2 separate regions of the Gossypium hirsutum genome follow, and region 1 is linked to region 2. A link is a contact called in public Hi-C data. All regions are on one chromosome and are shown on one strand. Each heading gives the region's core, a stretch centred on a gene start, on an enhancer-like site or on the middle of the called end of the contact. The rest is flanking DNA. Distances are from core to core; before and after follow the strand shown.

What was found. A called contact is a pair of places that touch in the nucleus more often than the background predicts.
Region 1: a Hi-C map of leaf shows a contact between it and region 2, with 2.2 times the contacts expected there. The contact joins the promoter of LOC107943160 here to the promoter of LOC107896623 in region 2. A contact is called at or near these places in 2 of 34 Hi-C or Micro-C datasets (both in leaf).

The regions. Positions count from the first base shown.
Region 1 is chrA10:100,819,732-100,826,009 of Gossypium_hirsutum_v2.1, forward strand. LOC107943160 reads right to left here and starts at 3,043. Exons shown (of 3, transcript XM_041079132.1): 1 at 2,508-3,043; 2 at 1-1,794. The coding sequence starts at 30. LOC107943161 (a long non-coding RNA gene) reads left to right here and starts at 3,544. Exons shown (of 6, transcript XR_005903516.1): 1 at 3,544-3,901; 2 at 4,011-4,210; 3 at 5,010-5,072; 4 at 5,574-5,916; 5 at 6,264-6,278.
Region 2 is chrA10:100,688,517-100,694,370 of Gossypium_hirsutum_v2.1, forward strand. LOC107896623 (zinc finger CCHC domain-containing protein 10) reads left to right here and starts at 4,356. Exons shown (of 2, transcript XM_016821825.2): 1 at 4,356-4,488; 2 at 4,805-5,854. The coding sequence starts at 4,901. The coding sequence ends at 5,680. LOC107896622 (outer envelope pore protein 16-2, chloroplastic) reads left to right here and starts at 1,179. Exons shown (of 8, transcript XM_016821824.1): 1 at 1,179-1,340; 2 at 1,461-1,660; 3 at 1,745-1,796; 4 at 1,874-1,945; 5 at 2,371-2,402; 6 at 2,747-2,780; 7 at 2,915-2,982; 8 at 3,168-3,455. The coding sequence starts at 1,538. The coding sequence ends at 3,305. It overlaps LOC107896621 (serine/threonine-protein phosphatase 4 regulatory subunit 3), which reads left to right. Exons shown (of 19, transcript XM_016821822.2): 19 at 9-1,146. The coding sequence ends at 510.

The DNA.
Region 1 (6,278 bases), core at 1,793-4,292, 130 kb after region 2:
TATCATTTCATATCCATGATGCTCTAACATTGAATCATCATTAAACACCTCATCCTGGTGTGACCCATGCGTAGCATGAATTGAATCATGCTTAGAAGTTTTTCACAAGAAAAAGACACCCCTTGAGCAAACAATCTATCATTTACAAGTAATTTATCCTCTCTCCAGTGTAGTACTCTAGATCGCTTACTACGACCTCTTCCCTGTGACTGAACTTCATTATCCTTTTGCAAATTATTGTCATCAGTATAATTGTAGGAACTAAACCAAGTACTGTCTCGGTCTTCCTCATTACATACTATTCTCTGATGTTTATGGCATCTTTCAATTAGAGAGTCAGATGCCTCATTTCTGGGTAATACAGTATTAAACCATCTTCTTCCATTACGTGCTGACAGTTCAATGTCAATTGCCAATTCCAGAGATCTGCTATATGCATGTCTCTGACGCTCATCTTCACTTTCAACGGTCCCTGATCTATTCAAATGGAAAAGGGCAGCATCAACAAATCTACCTTCTCTGCCAGAAACTTTGACTTCTCTCCTGATGGGTGGTATGCATCTCTCATATGATTTAACCAAACCCCTTTCACAGCGTGTGAATGAAATAGATGAGTCATACTTTTGTTTTAACCACTCATCTTCATGCTTATAATCTAAGGGATGATCACCATGATCAGTTTTCTTCCTAAGTTGGAGTTTTTCACTTCCCCTTCTCCATTGAATATCTCTTTCTGTTGACGCAGAGGAATACCTTGAGGCTAAACTCCCAGATTCTCCGCAAGTGTGAGGAACCAAAATCTTCTGAGCAGGACGTCTTTGTCCATGATACCAAAACCCTTCCATGTCATCTTCTTTAGCTACGCCAGCTCGTCTTTCATGATAAAACTCCTTCTCATTCCAGTTTCTTCTAACAAAGTGATAGCGCAGATGAGCTTTTCTGCTGAGAGCCCAAAGATGGCTGTCAGTAAACCTTTTACTGCGGTTAACACAAGGTTCTTTCTCCCTGTAATACGAGGAAGTTTCTTTATCATGATAAACATGATCTTTCAATCTTTCCTTCCGTCTGCCACAGTAAACAGATGAGTAATCTTTATAACAGAGTTCCCTCGCATTTGATAAAGGGGAAGCTTCATAGCAGTTTTCAGGGTATATCTTCTGGTCAATAATACCGTGAGGTCTACCACGGTGATGCTTCCATTCTTCCTCAGTGAGATTTCCATCTCTTCAGTATCTTTTCCAATCACCCTCTGCATCTGATATTGGATAAGGGTCATACTCATCATCACTTTCAACCACGACCCTCTGTTTCAAGGAATGCTGGTGTCTCCAACTCTCATGCTTTCGCTTGTCTCTCATGGGAGTTGTATGTTCCAAAAAACCTTCTCCATCATTTAATTTCATTTTGGGGCCATCACTTCTGGAACTCTTATGATCAAGTGACTTCTGTAATCCAGTGCCGTAACCTGGTTCTTTCCTTCTTAATGGACTTCGGATTTCAATGGAAGCAGCATCGACACTATCTTCAGGATCGCTTCCAGAAAAGGAAAGTGTAGGGCTAAAATGACTTCGATTGTCAAGTGATGGTTCTGTCTCAGTAACGTAAGTATGTGAATGGTGAGTATTTCTGCAGGCTGCTTCATTTTCCTTATTTTTGGTTACCACTGCTTCAGCAGTTCCTTCTGAAATGTGAACTTCCATATTTTGATGGCAACCCCCATTCATATCAGAGACATAGGCCTTGCCATGATCACTGGTCTCTAGTGAAGTTTGATTAGATGCCGGCTGCAAAGACCTAATCAGATTTTTTTAAAAAAATTAGGCTGTCAGTGGTTTATAATAATAATAACAATAAAGAAAAGCTTACTAAAATAATCACTAAAATATGGTACAACTATGCAGCCATCAGAAGCTGATACAAGCAGACAAAGCTTAAAATGCCAGATGTAAACATACTAGATATGTCAAGTGCCAACAGTAAATCTTGTTTTCAAGTTTTAAACAAGTACTAGTCTCCTTTTTAGTTTTTATGGAATCCCTCGTTTTCTTCCTTCTTTTGGGAGGCAGAGAAACCCTTTAACACTAGCAATGGTTTCATGGTAGCAACCTTGTTTTGGCTGTAAACATCGTCTTCCCGGTCACCTCTTCTCGACTTAGAAGAAAATGACAACACACCAGTATGTCCATTAACCCTTATATTACTTGGAAATGATGATCCATGAGGTCTCACATACTACGATATAAAAACTCAAATCATGAATTAACACAAATCTAGAAAAAAAAAAGTATACACTCCTTTGATACAATAAAGATCAAAATTAAGAGCACAAATGGTTGTAATTTACATCAAGGAAAGAAATGTTCATTTTCTCCATTAAAAAAAAAGCTAAAACAATACTAACATATACAAAAACGAAACGAAACGAAACGAAACATAAATAAATAAAACTATGCTACTTTAAGTACAATACATTAGCAAAAAAAAGTTACATTGAAGAGAGAATTAACCTCAATTTTAGCTCCAGTCCCTCTTTCTACACCATTCCCTCTAAATTTCAGCTCCGACCCATCACTAAACGGTTCCATTCGCCTTGAAATATTATCCGACCCGGTTCCATCTACACCAAAATCACCATTTTCGTTCTCCTCGTAGCTACCACCGTGACTCCTAGCACCGGTGACCGAAAACTTATCGCAATCATCATCATTCAACACAATGTTCAAATCGTCCTCGCTGTCACTATCTTCCGTAACTGAACCGGCGATGAACTTATTATGCACCTCGGTGCTTTTGAAGCCATTGCCAGGGTTATTCTCCTGTGGTTCGCCAACAGCGGAGCTAGCTTGGACTTCAACATCAGCATACAAATCACCAAAATCATCATCAATCGACTGCACTTTTCTTTTACTTTCCACTATTTGTGTACAAATTAGTCGAACGTCATAGTCATAGGTTACAAATATTTCGATTACGTTAAATTCATTTTCGTTCCTGAAAAATGATAAGAAAAACCGTAGTGCAAAGAAGGTAAAGAAACCCTATAGGATCTAAAACCCTGCAAAAGCCCTTAATGCCTATTGAAGTTTAGCCCATAGACTATTATTTGAGATTTATTGGGCTAAGTTTGATGCAAAATTTAACCAATTTGTTAAAAAGTGTTTTTAGACTTCAAATATTTATGTTAAATATAATATAGTAAAATAATAATATGTATTTAAATAATATTTATTCTTTTAATATTATGATATTTTAATAAAAATATTAAAAATAATTTATTGTAACTTATTGTTAATATTTTAATATAAAATAAACTTTAAATATTTGTCAAGTAATTAATGTTAATTATATATAAATTTTAATTTGAATATACGAATTATTTTTTAAATAATCATTACAAATTCAAACATATAATATTATATCTTTGAAATAAATTTCAATAAAGCGTAAATATATATGGAGATACCTAAATTTGACAATTTATACTACTTGAGACCTAATTTTATTTTAACCTACCTTCTACCTAAACTTCGTACTTTTTTTAAATACCTGACACCCATTATTTTTATCCATCCCACCAATAAGGCCATGCTTGGTTCACTGTAATAGTTATGCCATTACAACTCAATTCTGCAGGCCCTCCACAAACCAATGTTTGGTTGAGTGGAATGCCTATTATGGTTATATTCCATTACAGGCTTATGGAGAGGATAAGAGCCATTTTTATTCCCTTTCATTCCCATTGAATGCTGATTCGGTGCCCAAAGAATTCCATTTTACCCTTCTCACTTTCTCACCTAAAAATGTTCTCACTCAACTCAATAACCACTCTCAATCTCAACCTCCCTTGCTTCATTCGCCTCCGGCCACTAGCACTCCTCCCCTTCATCGCAACATCCTTCAGGTAAACATTTTTCTCTCTTCTGTTCTTCCTTTTGTTTTCCTCTCTGCTCTTTTTGTTATCCTAAGAATAAATCTATTTTTTTAATTTCGAAGTCTTGGTTTATTTTTAGGGTTATTGAAAATGGAACAAGCAAAGATTGGGCCGGGAACTGGGAGAGAGGCCTTTAACGTCGACTATTGGAAACTTGGACTTTTGTTTGGATTGCGAGAAAATGAAAAATGGAAACTTGGGGCTATTATTCCCACTTAAATGAAATGTTTTAGTTTTTCATTTCTTCCATCCAAAGAAAGAAAAGAACTTTTGTTTGTGGTGAGCAACCAGCTTCTTTCTTTTCTCCTTTTAATTAATACCCAGATAAAATTTTTGATGCATTTTATCTTGTTTATACACTTTATTTTCAAGTAGATATGTACGTAGCAATTTTTCATTTACACTTCACCAAATGATGTTTTATTTATTGTAAAAATGAAGCAGGGTTAAGATGATAGTGAAAATGTATGTGGAAATTGTAGGGCTTATTCATATCTAGTATAATATATGTTGTGGAGCTGGACTAGTAGCTTCCCAATAACATTTACTTGAGTCATTGGTTCTAGTTTTGACAAATACTAAGAATGAAGGATGATTCACGTACCTTCATATCCCTCCCCATGCCAAATTGACAACCCTCTTCCCAAAATGACAAAAAGGGGTAGAGGATTTTATGCTGTAGAGATGCAGGGACATATTTTTATTGATTTTACTTTAAATAAATTATCAAAATCTACTTTTACTTGACAAATGTCAGATATGGTTATTCTGCCAACTATGGCTGGTGTTTGTGTGTTTTCAATGATTATAAATTTGGTATTGTTGTTAAACTTATGAATGTCTTATAAAACAATTATAAGTATCTTCAAGGCATTTGAGTATTGATATTTCCAAATAGATTGTACATAGAGAAATTTCCTGTATGGTGTTGCTGCAGCTATTCTATCTTCCAAAATCTGAAGATTTACTTAATAGTTTTAGGTTTCTGAAATATCATAGACAGATGTAATTTTGATTGGTAAATTGCTTTATTTTTATCTATAGCTCGATTGATCTTTAGGTTTGATATCTTACTCAGGTGGATATGACTGCATTGAAGCAAATGGGTGAAAATGACCTTAAAGAGCTAGGAATACCTATGGTAATTTAGCTTATTTTATGTATTTTTATCTTGTTTATTGTTAATTTTTTATTCATTATAGTCTTAATTGATGTGTTGAAATTAATAACTGATGTGAATATGGAAACACAAGTTTCTAATGTTGAAAATTTCTAGCATGTCTTATATGTTCTTCATTAGTCTTTAATTTCAAAACACATTTTAAGTGATCTTTGGCATAGGCACAGAGCTTTGACCGATTCAAGCACCCAAGTACACATTGCCTTAATCCTTTGCATGAATTTTGCTTACCTACTGCCTAGGCCAAATTCATTCTAACTGAAGACATTCAATTTTGTTCTGGCAACATGGTTGCCTAAGAATATAAAGCTTCCTATGAAATTGATTGGATAGATTGTAGTTGAACATTTTCAGAAAGCACTATGAATCAATGATTTTCTTTGCTGATAAGTTATAGTTCTACTACCTGATTTATTCCAGTGGAGCCTACTAATGATTGTTTTGACTTTGAAATGGCTGCAGTATCCAGGTGCTTACCATGTTACAGATGAGAAGATTTACAATTTGTGTCTGCTAACAATAAATTTAGGGGATTCGATAAAATGGGTTGTGATCAGGGTGTCTTCTAGATTCAAATCCATAATCATCTTTTTATGTGAATATATTGTTTGGTAATTATTTGTCGTTCCCTCAGATGTGGGTGCAAAATGAAATCTTTAAGTTGACATAATATCCTGCATTGTAACTAATGAAGGTGATTTGATTGGCAGGGCCCTAGGAAGAAGACACTTCTGGCTTTGCTGCTTGTAACAGCTCATTTTTTGTGATGACAGAAACAGTGGTTTCGAGACCACAATCCCGATGGGTAAATTATATTTTTATTATTTATTACAAGTCTACGGGATATTATTATGGTCGTATTAAAATTTCTTAAATTTTAATGTTTAAATAGTTAATTAAGTGAAAATGACTAAATCATAAAAAGTTAAAAAAAAGTAGAGTTCTATTAGCTAAAGGGGTTAAATGACTTTGAAACGAAAGTTAATGGACTTGAATGGTAAATAAACTATTTAAATGAGATAGTGGATGCACATGGCAAGGTTTTATAGTAATTATAATAGTTTTTAAAGGTTAAAATGATAATTGAACAAATAAAACCTAAATTAAACAAAACAAAATTTGCTTCATCTTCATTATTCATTTTCTCTACAGAATTTTGAAGGAAGA
Region 2 (5,854 bases), core at 3,106-5,605:
TTTTATAGCCCTAGATCTGGTGGGCTTGTTGACTATGATGATGACGATGAAGACTACAGACCACCTCCAAGGAAACAGACTGAAAACTCGGAGGATGATGAAGGAAGCATGGAGTCCCTTGGCTTGAAGCGTAAGTTGACTCCTAAGGAAAAGGAACCTGGGCTAGCTAAGAAGCAGCGTTTGGGTAAAAGCTCTAAACCAAGAGATAGTGTATTTGCGGCTTTGTGTTCAACCCTAAGCCAGGCAGTGCTGCCTAGTAAGAAAACCGCAAATGCCATGCATTTATCTACTCAATCAGGTGAGGAGAATCATATTGAAAAGGAATCTGGCAGTCCCAGAAGTTATGATAACAAAAGTCCAAACGAGGGCAACCTTAGAGGGAAAGAATCTCCTAGAAACTGTTCAGATTACCTGCATAGCCCTTCAGACAATAGACAATTAAGTGGAGAGGATCCCCGTCCGTTGCTACCATCAAAGTCATCACCTGAAATGGCTGTAAATGGATCATGAGTTGAATCCCAGAATCATTCGTTATACGCAGGGTAACTTGTTTCCTTCTTTGTTTTATTTTAGCTATAGGATGTGCTTGGTTGACTAAACAATCTTGGGCTACCAAAGGAAAAGTGAACTCACAAGAAAGAGCCGGATGCGAAGAAAGCTTGGAATTCTGAAATGTTCATCGGAGGGGAAGAACATGTATAGATCTACCAGGCCTGCCTGATGCTTTGCGCCGCTCCATCAACTAAAACATTGTCTGTTTTAACTTTTTCCCCTTTTTTCCTAAAGAGAAAAAAAGAACTTTTATTGTTCCATTTAGATTTGTGAACTAACTAATAGAATGGGGCAGTAATATTTCCCCTGCATAGTATTAGTACTGGCTTCCTTTTGTTCATTTTTGTGGTGAGTGTGCCTGTTATATACGTATAGATAGAGGAGATGAGAGGATCTAGGATGACAATGGGTGAGGAGGCAAAATTTTCCCGAACTGTAGCTGAAACCTCATTTATAAACCCACTTGTAAATTGTTATTACGCAAACTTCACCTTGTAATGGGGGGGGTGTTTCCGCATTAAATCCGCTAAACCCCCCAATTTACTTGTTTTACTGATTTGAAGAATTTTAATGGATTGGGCTTTTACTTTTGCACTTAATCGTTCTAAAATCTCAAGTTGTTACTAGAAAGTGTACCATGCATGGCACTGCAAATGGAAGAACACGCAACATTGGGCTTGGCCAGGTATACGGACTGAAAGATACGTGGCGAAGAATATGAAACAGAGCGTCCCGAGAATCGCCACGAAATCCGCCATATCTGGTTCCCCATGCAGGAGATACATAAGGTTTCATAAACACGTGTCCTATATCTTCTCAACTTGTCTCCTACAATCTCTTGTACAAATATCATAGCATTTTCACTTGTTCAATCTTCCGATTGATATCGGGTACACCATCTTCGACAGCCATTAGCATCTCTCCCTGAAGAAGTTTTAACGCGATAGATCAAGAAGCGTTACGTCAGAAAACCCAAGAAGAAACCATGAGTGGTAACTCGGAGGCGAAGTCTTTGTTTGATGAATTGCGCTTCGATAAGGGAGATTTCTTCGACCTGGGACACCCTCTTCTCAACTGGTCTGCTCAGAGCTTTGTCAAAACTGCTGGTGTATGTAATATTATTTCTCATCTTCAATATTTCGGTCCCTCTATTTCCCCAAACTAATATTTTGTGATGGGTGTGGGTGTGCAGATTGGAGCACTTCAAGCTATCGCCAGGGAGGCTTGTCATATAGCTTTTGAAGGCAAACGCAATTGCTTATGCTTTTTCATTTTGTTTTGGTGATGGGTTCTGTGATGTGGGGTTGTGGTTTTGGTGCAGGAACTGGACCCATTAAATCGACTGATATCACTGGTGTCAAGAATAAGAAGCAAGGCTTCCCTGGCCTCAGAGGTATGCATCAATGCATGCCATTCATGAATCCTTTTTCTTTTTAACACAAGCTTAGCATTAGAAAAGGGAGGTAAACAGGAACAGTCTTTGGTGTCTCGTGCAATATTATACATGCTTGTGGGTGATGGCTGATACATGAAGATCGATTCCTCCAGGCTCACCTTTAGCTAATTTCATTTTGTCGCTTACTCGGAAGGAGTTAATTGCTTTGTCTTTTTGGTTTTCTTCTTACAGATTTTTTGAGATGAGATTGAACCTTAAAATACTAAAAACTTCTTTGGCTTAATTATTTACTGAATTCGGAAGTGCAAATTAAGTTTAATTTCTCTTCCTTGTTGGATGATTTTCGCAGTTTCATATATTATTCATGTGTTAGTTTCACAGTTACTAATGAAAGTTGAAATTGATTTGATGTTTGATTGCAGGGGAAACCAGTCGAAATTCTCTTGAAGCAATGGTGAGTCCTTTCACAAGTACATAAAATTTCAAGTGAAAAGACAGTCAATGATGTATAGTGATTGAAACTAGCTAGTATGATGACTCTTCTACATAAGTAACCTCAATAGATCTTGTAATAAGTTGGTAAACTTTGTTGAGCTTTCATATGATTTGTGGCCGTACTCGAGGTATACATATACAGGTATTTTTTTCATAAATTTGTATCAATATTCTCCATCATGTGTTGGACATGAATATCATATTTCAAGTTGGCAAGTTGGGTGCACAAAGACGAAGGCCTTTTTTTATTAAAAAAAAAAAGGCAAAAAAGAAAGGAGGCTTACTTTTTACAATGTTGTACAGGTGAAGCACACTGGAAAAGAATCTCTACAGTGGGGTAAGTTTAGTTATTGTCTCTAATAGGTTATTAGTTTCATTTGGAGCAACAGTGATGAGTGAAACGCTCATATTCAGAAATGACAAAGATATATGGCTTTTACCATGCACCATGAATTGAATTATACGATGCAGGGCTGGCTGCTGGATTATATTCAGGGCTTACATTTGGGCTAAAAGAGGCTCGTGGATCTCATGATTGGGTAAAGAAGCATCCCCATCTTGTTCTCTCTTTTGTTTCATCCACAAATCATTGACATCTAATGTGAAGATTCCAAGAGCTAACAAAAATAATGTTTAGCCCTCAAGAACTGCAGCCAGGTTAAATGGTTCCATTGTTGAATTTTACACACATTATTTGTTTTAACGGCATTGTCGTTGGGTGCAGACAAATAGTGCAGTGGCAGGGGCGATAACAGGGATGGCAGTAGCACTGACGTGTGATAATACTACCCACGAGCAGGTTCTGCATTGTGCCATTAGTGGAGCTGCTCTTTCTACTGCTGCAAACCTTCTAGACTTTTAAGAAAGATGATGAAGTGGAGTAATGTTTTAATTTATGGCTGGCAGTGGCAGGGGCAGGGTCTTTAGACTAATTTTGTAGAGCATGCTTTGTTGGAGCTTTCAACTATAAAGAACGTTATTTCTAAATAACAAGTACATAGCTGTTTTGTTACTCGACAATCCAATAGCTGGTTTGGCATTTTCATTTCTGTAATTTCTACTACTCCAATAGAGCTCGTAGGCTGCCTGTTAAACCATTCACTTTGTTTAGCACTAAGCCACTCCAAATCATTTTTGACGATTTATGGGCACCCTCTCCATTTTCTCTCTCGATAAAAAATTATATTATTGCATTCTCATTGACCTCCTCTAAATGGGAAGACATTTTAACCCAAAAATATTATCTTTCTACAAAGATGGTGGAGAATACAAAAGCATTAATTTATCTCTTGCCTCTCACAATAATAAGCGCCTTGTCACCCCACCATATATGCCTCAAAGACTAGCTTTTAGAGAAGCTTTTGTTGAACGTTGACATTAAGGGTTGATACAAGGGGGTCAGGCCCATAAATGATTGATATAGGGAAAAATTATTCTTTGGCCCCTCCAGAAAATGAAAAATATTTTATTTAGTCCTTTGAAAATGAATACAAGGTAAAATTGATATTCAAAAAATTTAAAAGAAAATTTTTTTTGGATTCCTCCCTATGTTGATTTAATCTTTATTTTTTAATTTTATAAGTTCAAATTTTTATACTTTTCAAAATTCTCTTAGCTCAAATAGTGCAAGTATATTTCTTAACTAAAATGACATGATTTTTTTTAGTATTATGTGAAAGTAACAAATTAAGCATGACAATAATATATATAATATTATTTTTTATAAGATTTAAAAAATAAGATAATTTAATTTAAAGAATTTGACTATAACTATTTGGGTCTAGACTAGAATTTTAAAATTAAAAAAATATAATTAAAAAAATATAAAGATTAGAAAGGACTAAATCAAAGTGTAGGGATTAATTTCAGGGACTAATAAAAGAATTTGACATTACGTAAAAGGAGCCTTTAAATCATGGTTTCGTCGCAATTAGCTTAAATAAAGGGGAAAAGACGAAAATCCCATTCCCATTTCTCTTATTAATAATAAAGTTATAAACTTTCCTCTTTGTCTTCGATTTGGATCCTTAGGCCACGAAGTTCAGGTACGCGTTAATTTTCTTCTCCTCTTTATCGTTTCTAATGTTTTATGCACTTAATATTTAGATTTATGTTCGTTAATTTCCCCCAAAAAAATTCTCAGTTGAGGGTTAATAGGAAAGAAACAATATTCAACCTTTTTTGTTCTGAATTAGGGTTTTGTGACTGTTTTTAAAGTCCCTTTTTTAAAAGTTTTTTGCAGAATTTTATTTTCTTTCGCATGTTTAAATTCCTTGTCTTTAGTCCATTGATTAGATTATTTGCTACTTCTGTTCTATTCGATTAAACAATTGAATGACATAACTGGGTATTTGAATATAGGGTGTTGAAGGATTTGGGTTGGGTTTAATTTATTCTCTTGGAGATTGTGTAATCTGCATATCGGCATAGTCTGGTTTATTTGTTGACATCTAAAAGATGTCAAGTAAGAAAGAAGAAAAAACTCAAGCTGCTGCCGACAGAATCAAGGCTGCTGCATTGACTGCTGCAAAAGGCCTCAGTCGAGCTCAGGCTGAAAGGGCAGCTGCTGCCGCAGCTCGAAATGTTAATGCTTATGGGCAAAAGGAAGAAGGGCCTAGCAGATGGCAGGAGAAGCGGGAAGCCAAGAGGCAGATGTATTTGATGAGCACAGAGAAGGCGGTGAGGTTAGGGGAAAGGAAAGACAAGACATCAATGTCTACAATGGGTGCTTCCCGGTGCCAAAAGTGTTTTCAAGCAGGGCATTGGACATACGAGTGCAAGAACGAACGGGTTTACATGTCACGACCCTCGAGAACTCAGCAGCTTAAGAACCCCAAACTCAGGATGAAACTTTCAATCTCTTATGATTTGGACATCCCAGATGTCAAGGATAAGAAGGATGATAATAGGTCTAAGAAAAGCAAAAGGAAGTATCGGTCAGATTCTGGTTCTGGTAGTGATAGTGAGGCTTCAGTTTTTGAGACTGACAGTGGTGCCTCATTTGTAACGGGATCGGATTATTCTTCAGAAGGGAGTAGTACTGATTACAGCTCATCATCTGAGTCGGAGGAAGAGAGGAAGAGTCGGAGGAGGAAGAAGAAGCAGAAGCAAAAGAAGGGGAGGCGTAGAAGGTACAGCTCATCTTCTGAGTCTTCTGATTCAGACTCGGCTTCAGATTCCGATTCTGATGATCGGAGCAATCGAAGGAAGAGCTCGAGGCATGGCAGAAGGCGCTGAATGACAGAGGGCAGTACGCATTCCCTTTTTTTTAAGTCCAGATAATTCTATCATGTTACAAAAACACTGAAACTTATGGTCTTACATACATGCTGAGGATCAAGCCCTAGAAAAATAAGTTTGCTAGATGTTTACATCCATTCTCTTTTCTCTTTCATAGTTTTGTTATGACAT